2 separate regions of the Anas platyrhynchos genome follow, and region 2 is linked to region 1. A link is a contact called in public Hi-C data. All regions are on one chromosome and are shown on one strand. Each heading gives the region's core, a stretch centred on a gene start, on an enhancer-like site or on the middle of the called end of the contact. The rest is flanking DNA. Distances are from core to core; before and after follow the strand shown.

Region 1 (3,149 bases), core at 335-2,834:
ACAACACCCACATTTTCTGAAAGAATACTCTTACGTGCCTCTTCTTGGGCTGCAGACCATGTTTGGGCGTGGAAGCTAAGTTACTTTTGTTCCTATCTCCCACAGACTTCAATTACTTTTATTTAAAAAAATAATTGCGACACTGCTGACTTGCAATTTAATTGTAAATTTAAAAAAATTGTGGTATATTTCTGAAACCTGGAACCACGCTGCTTTTTGACTCATATGTGTGGATTTCTTTAGGGCACCTATGTATGGAGACTAAAGACTAATGAAGGTTAGAAACCGACATTTTAAACACACTTCTTGCAGGTTACTGTGGCATGACTAGAGCTCATAGAGATTGGAAAGATGTCCTGTGTTATGCCTCTGGGTGTTTCCTTCAATATACGCAGGTTTCTGACCAGCCAAGCCTTAAGATCGTAATCCTGGCTGTTCGAAATCCCTCTTTGAACGGAAAACAACCTTTTCCTGAAAAACAGGCAGTGTGGGGTCACATAGTCACAACCTGTGACGCTGGCAGTGTCAGGGCCGCTGTGGTCACCTCAAAGGGCAAGACCACGGCCTGTGTGGGTTGACTGCCATGGTAAAGCTGTGCCTGAACTTTCAGAACACAGAAGATTTTAATGGGAGAAGATTTTCATGGGCTATGTTTTTGGAATGGTCACCCCCAGTTGCAGCGAGTACTCTGGGTTTGAGTCAGTTGTGGAAGACAGGATGGTCATCACTGAGGGGAAATTGGGGAGCAATTGGGGAGTAAGCAGCAAGGAGCCCACAGGGCGCTCTGAGGATGGACTGAGAAGGGCAGCCGCCATCCCTGGAGGTGTTTGAGAGACTCGTGGACGTGGTGCATTAGTGAGGGACTTGGCTGTATAAGATGGCGGTTGGACTGATATTGAGGGCCTTTTCCAACCCATGGCTGTGCTAAACAAGGGGGTGCCGGCAGGTTTTTTCATAGGTCGGACCCTCACAAATGCTGCTTTCCTTCCCCGCCTTCAGGCCAGCCTCTGAACTCCCCCAGAGTTCAGCCTGGAGAAAAGGAGGCTTAGGGGCGACCTTATTGCTCTCTACAGATACCTTAAAGGAGGCTGTAGGGAGGTGGGGGTTGGCCTGTTCTTCCACGTGCCTGGTGACAGGACGAGGGGGAATGGGCTAAAGTTGCTCCAGGGGAGTTTTAGGTTAGATGTTAGGAAGAACTTCTTCACCAAAAGGGTCGTTAGACATTGGAACGGGCTGCCCAGGGAAGTGGTGGAGTCACCATCCCTGGAAGTCTTTAAAAGACGTTTAGATGTAGAGCTTAGGGATATGGTTTAATGGGGACTGTTAGTGTTAGGTCAGAGGTTGGACTCGATGATCTTGAGGTCTCTTCCAACCTAGAAATTCTGTGATTCTGTGTGATTCTGTGACCCCTCGGACACCACCTGCCGACCCCCCCCTCACCCGCCTCGCCGCCTCACGGCGCCCGTGAGGGGGCGGCGCGAGCTCCCCGCGCCCGTTAACGGCCGCCCGCTAACGGCCGCCAGGGGCGCGCGCCCCCCAGCTCCACCGCCGCTGCCGCCGCCGCCGCTTGACCCGCGCGAGGCGCCGTAGCGCGGCCGGGCGGCGCTGGGCTCCCGGGGGCGGCCGCCCCCCGCTGCTGCCTGAGGCCCGGCGCCGCCGCCGCCGCTGAGGGAACGGCCCCCGCCCCTCCCCGCCCGGCCGCGGGGGCGGCCCCGCCAGGCGGCCCCTCCTCGGGGGAGGCCGCATGGGCAGGCGCTGCGGGGCGCCGCGCTCGCCGGCAGAGCGGCGGCTGGGCGGCAGGTAGGGGCGGTGAGGGGCCGGGAGCCGGGCCGGGGCGGCCCCTGAGGCACCCCCGTGCTGAGGGGCAAGGGCCGGCCGCAGCCCCGCGGTGGCGGTGGCGGGGGGCAGCCCCTGGCCGCGCTGTGGGGCTGAGGAACGTGCCCTGCCCGCCCCGCCGGGTGTCGCCCCTTCTGCCTGCGTGTCCTCCGGGGCCGTGGGAGTCGAAGGGCTCCCTCGTGCTGCTGCCGAGGCTGCGAGGAGCGGGTGCCGCGTTGTGCGCTTCCCGGCTGCGGGGTTGGAGGGACCCCGGTGATTCTTGCGGTTGTTGTAAGAGCTGATGCTGAAGCGTAGGAAGATCGGGTTTCTAGATCCGAACCGAGTTGATTTAGAGCTGCTAAATGGTGGTAAAAAAGGGTGGTTTTTATGGCAGCCTCTGAGAATAAATAACGCTGCATCCATCTTTATTATTAAATCTCGCGTTTGGCATTTCTTGTAAAGAGCAAAGCTTGGAAAAATGATTGTGAATGTTGTACTGACCCCTGGGTGCATCTTTCAGTTTAGATTACTGCTGATTTGATCCTCTGGAATCTGCAAAAGGAAAGCCTGCCAGCCTCTGTGAATAGCTTTGCAGTGTAACAGGAGTGGAGTCCCTGAGCAGAATCCCTCAGAGATGTGTGAACAAGCGTGAGCAAAGCTGAGCGCCTCGGTGTTTCTGCCTCAAACCTGGGCTCATTCCCCAGGCACGGTTTGCACGGGGTGTAATACCCTCCTGATACCTGGAGATGATGTCGGTTGAAGGGTCTACAATAACAAGTCGGATCAAAAACCTGCTTCGCTCCCCTTCCATTAAGCTGAGAAGAAGCAAGCCTGGGAACAAGCGTGAAGATATCGGCAGTAAGGTGAGTGTGGTGTGGTGCTGCCAGAATGTCTTGACTTTGTTGCCTTCTGTACCAAAAATTGTGCTTTGGGAGGCCTGGTGTGACTACAGAATCATCTTCTATTTGAGATCCTTACTGTATTGCAAATTCTTGCTAAAGCCAGCATCTCCCTTTCAAAAGGCACTCTACTTGTGGTGTATGTGACTGGAGGTACCCAGTCTGAAGATACTGTATTGGAAAGCTTTTGGGGTTTTGCTCGTTCTGGCATATGGAGATGTTATGGATGACTGACAGGAGGAACATAATGCTTTTTCTTCCTCCACGTTTCCAACTGCTACCCAGTGTTACAGGCAACTAATGATCCACAAAGACCTGTTTTTCCGTGTAAGCGATGGCTGTTGGCCCCACAGGGGAGTGCTCTGTGAGCACCTGGGGAAGGGTGGGATGGTCTGAAAGGTGGAAAATGTGATTTGTGTCTCTGAGGTGGCCGTT
Region 2 (3,149 bases), core at 269-2,768, 38 kb after region 1:
AACATGCCTGCTTTATTTAAGGACAGCTCTGGTAGAGCTCTGCAAGTGGGAAGCTTTGACTGATTTGGCAATCTATTGCGTGTCTTTGGGATGGGGAAGAGGAGCAGTTGCAAAGCTTGGCTATTTGGGAACACGCAGGCCTTTTTTCAGCTCGATGCCCTGCAAGCCCCTGGGGTTTGCCGTGTCCTGAGAAAGGAGGGGGCAGGCTGAGAGCTGTGTGCCTGCAGGTAGCAACCTGCGTGCCTCCCTACCTGCTCCGTGCCCCTGGAGCAGCCCAACCTCCCAGCAGCCAGCGCCTTGGTGCGGCAACAGGACGGGCTTGTGAGCCAAATCCTAAGCTTGCATAAGAGCGAGGGGGGGGAACGGGGACTGAACGGCAAAGTCTGGGATGAAAATGAGATACCAACTGCCTCGGCTGAGCTCCACCCTCTCTAAGAATCTCAAAACAAGCTCCGTGTCTCCTGGCAACCTTTACACAAATTGTGGAGTTTAACTTGAAAGAAGTATGTGGAGTCCAAAGTACCTCGCCAGGTGTGAACAAGGGGGAGTGCTCATTTCCCTCTTCCTGGAAGCCCTGGCACTGGGGATAGTCTCAGGTTTCAGCCATGTCAGAAAGGCAAGAAGTTAAAGGTGAAGCAGCATCCTGCTCGACAGGATGGCTAAGAAGTGCCAAGAAGTGTATTTTGTTCATCGTGAGCATGCCCACGAGTGCAGTGATTATTGCTTAGGAACCAGACACAGGACCTGGCACTCCCCGCGGGCCAGCGCTGGCGGCTGCACCCCACAGCGTGTGCCCAGTGCCCCAGCCTGCTGCGGGCACTGCCCGCTGCTTCTGCTGGCAGCCAGGGCCTGGCAGGGCTGGCATCAGCTAATTCCTTGTCCAAATTCCAGTGCTGGTCAGCACGCTGGGACAGTGCTGCTCTATGCACTCCAACCGTGCCACATTTCTGTGACGCGGGAGAGGTGTATGAGGAAGCAGAGGGATCTTATCGTGGTTGCTTCTCCTTCCAGGAAAGCTGTCTTTTCAGGTCTTGTGATAACTACTGCTCATTAGCTATTCTGAAAAAAAATCTGAGTGCGGTTAAAGTACTCTATATTATCTGAGCTACAGGCAAAGCAGAGGTAAATGCTCATCCTCCATTAAAGCCCCAGCTGTCACAGGGCTCCTACAAAACACAACGCAGGCAGAACTGAGTTTTGTCAAGCTGAGAACACCTGAGCTGTGCCTGCTTGGGGAAGCAAGCTCTGAGCTTTTGGGCCTTGGAGCATGGGTCCTAGCAAACTTCTCCTGCCCCCTCTTCCAGCAGCCTGGGCTTGGAGGGCTCTGGAGCAGGCAGAGTTGGCAGGAGGCTCCCTTGCCGGGGCTACAGCAGCTGACTGCTGGGAGCAGGCAATTCCTTAACGCCACGCTGTCAAAGAAGCGGGGTTGTTTCGTCTCCTCCGCTCCTATGTAGATACTGTGGGAATTATGCTTACCGAAGCATTCAGAGGGAAAAGCTGCTCCAGTTTTTCCGCTGCAGCGGAGCTTTTGCTGTGCCTGCTCAGGAATGCAGGCGAGAGCAGCACTGGGTTGCTGGCTGCCCCAGGGGCCTGGCACAGCGCGTTGCTGCCTGCCCCAGCCTCCGGGCAGGGGGGCTGCGAGACAGCCCTGCTGCTGCCTGCTTCTGGAGGGTTAATTAGATGAGACCAGAGGGGAGTTAAATTGCATTACTCCTTGTTTTGCTCTCGTGATCGATGCCACTGTAATATCTGCTGTGCTGAATGCTAGCGGTAACGCAATTACAGCCCTGAGGCAGCTGCCAGGAGCTGCCACGTTCGTCTGCCCCAGCTGATGAGTTTGCTGCATTGAGCTTTCTCCGTGGTGCCCAGGAGCTGCTCTGGCATGGTGAGGGAATCCTCTGGCTGTGCTTGCTGCTGGAAACAGAGGTGTTGGCCAGTTGTCTGCAAGTGGGATGTGGTTTTCCTCTGCGACTTGATTTAAAAGGAAGAAATTTCAGCTTTCGAGGCTTTGTGACATGGTAGGGACTGCACTTACAGGGAAGTCAGCGCAGACCTGCAGTGTAAATCTAGATGCTCTCGTGTAATGCCAGCCGGGGCTGTGCATCTCTTCAGGGAGCTGCTTGCTCCCAGGAGTGTGCCTCGGGGGGAGCTGCCAGCCTTTCACAGTGTGCAGTTGGGCCGGAGAGCTGAACCTGCTCACGGCTTGGTGGCAGATTTCATGATTCTCCAGTAATTTGCTTGTACACTTTGCTTTTCCAGATCTGTGTTATTCTTGCCTTCTCCTCTGAACGACTATTTACTTTTTATTAAAAACCAAGCTTTCTTTTCTTCTCTTGCCTTTGACCATTTCCTCTTCCCCTAGATCTGTACGTTTTCTTTCATCTTCTCCTAGGCATTGCCTTTGGACTTTGCCTATAAGCATGCTGAGTGTAACAACGAGGAAACACCCCTTACATATACGTGTGTGTGCGCATGCAAGTCAAAAAGGCAATAACTTATTGTTAGTATAACTGAAATCTCAGAACTGTAATTCAGGAACCAGTATTAATCTACCACTAATTGTTACATGAGAAAGAGAAGAATAATGCGTTAGAATACTTCTATACAGAAAGTCTCAGTAATGGGGATAATACAGCTCAAACTGTAACACATTTCTTCATTTCTGTCCCTTGTGCATGGTGTTATGCTCACCCTTGTGTGCTTCCTCTGGATCTTCAAAGGCAGTAGCTAGAGGGGAAGACTGTAAGTGTTCAGGCTTTGTAGTCCTTCACGGGGAGGAATATGATGTGGCTGTGGCTGACTGCTTCTTCCTCACTCCAGGGTCCACTTGGGGTGATTTTTTAAATATATTTGCTAACATGCTTTACACCTTTCTCTTTTCTAGCTGGTCTGCAGCTCCATGTTATTTCTGAATTCACTTTGTATGGTGTCTTTTATGCAGGTTAGATATTGTTTCTTTGTTCCTCCAGTTTTGTCCACCCCAGGTCTGTATTACTTTTCTGACCATGGGTGAGTTGCCCAGAGCTGTGGGGTCTCTGCTGCCAAGCCCGTGCCTCACCCCTTATCACCCCACACCTCTACTGCCCTGTGCAGCATCGCCGCTCTGCTTCTGAAGGCCTCAGCTATCACACCGTGCCTGCATTTCTCTC

What was found. Hi-C and Micro-C count contacts between places; a contact is called where the count stands out from the background.
Region 2: a contact with region 1 is called in a Hi-C map of skeletal muscle, with 1.8 times the contacts expected there. The contact joins the enhancer-like site here to the promoter of MAPKBP1 in region 1. A contact is called at or near these places in 2 of 8 Hi-C or Micro-C datasets (skeletal muscle and subcutaneous adipose tissue).

The regions. Positions count from the first base shown.
Region 1 is chr5:33,883,823-33,886,971 of IASCAAS_PekinDuck_T2T, forward strand. MAPKBP1 (mitogen-activated protein kinase binding protein 1) reads left to right here and starts at 1,585. Exons shown (of 28, transcript XM_072038766.1): 1 at 1,585-1,800; 2 at 2,336-2,678. The coding sequence starts at 2,562.
Region 2 is chr5:33,921,468-33,924,616 of IASCAAS_PekinDuck_T2T, forward strand. The region is part of intron 3 of MAPKBP1 (mitogen-activated protein kinase binding protein 1); the gene reads left to right. Among named protein-coding and RNA genes, the nearest start is that of MAPKBP1, 38 kb to the left of the region's middle. Within about 2 kb of position 1,519, at least 4 of the 8 cell types and tissues checked have an H3K27ac peak or open chromatin away from gene starts, as enhancers often do.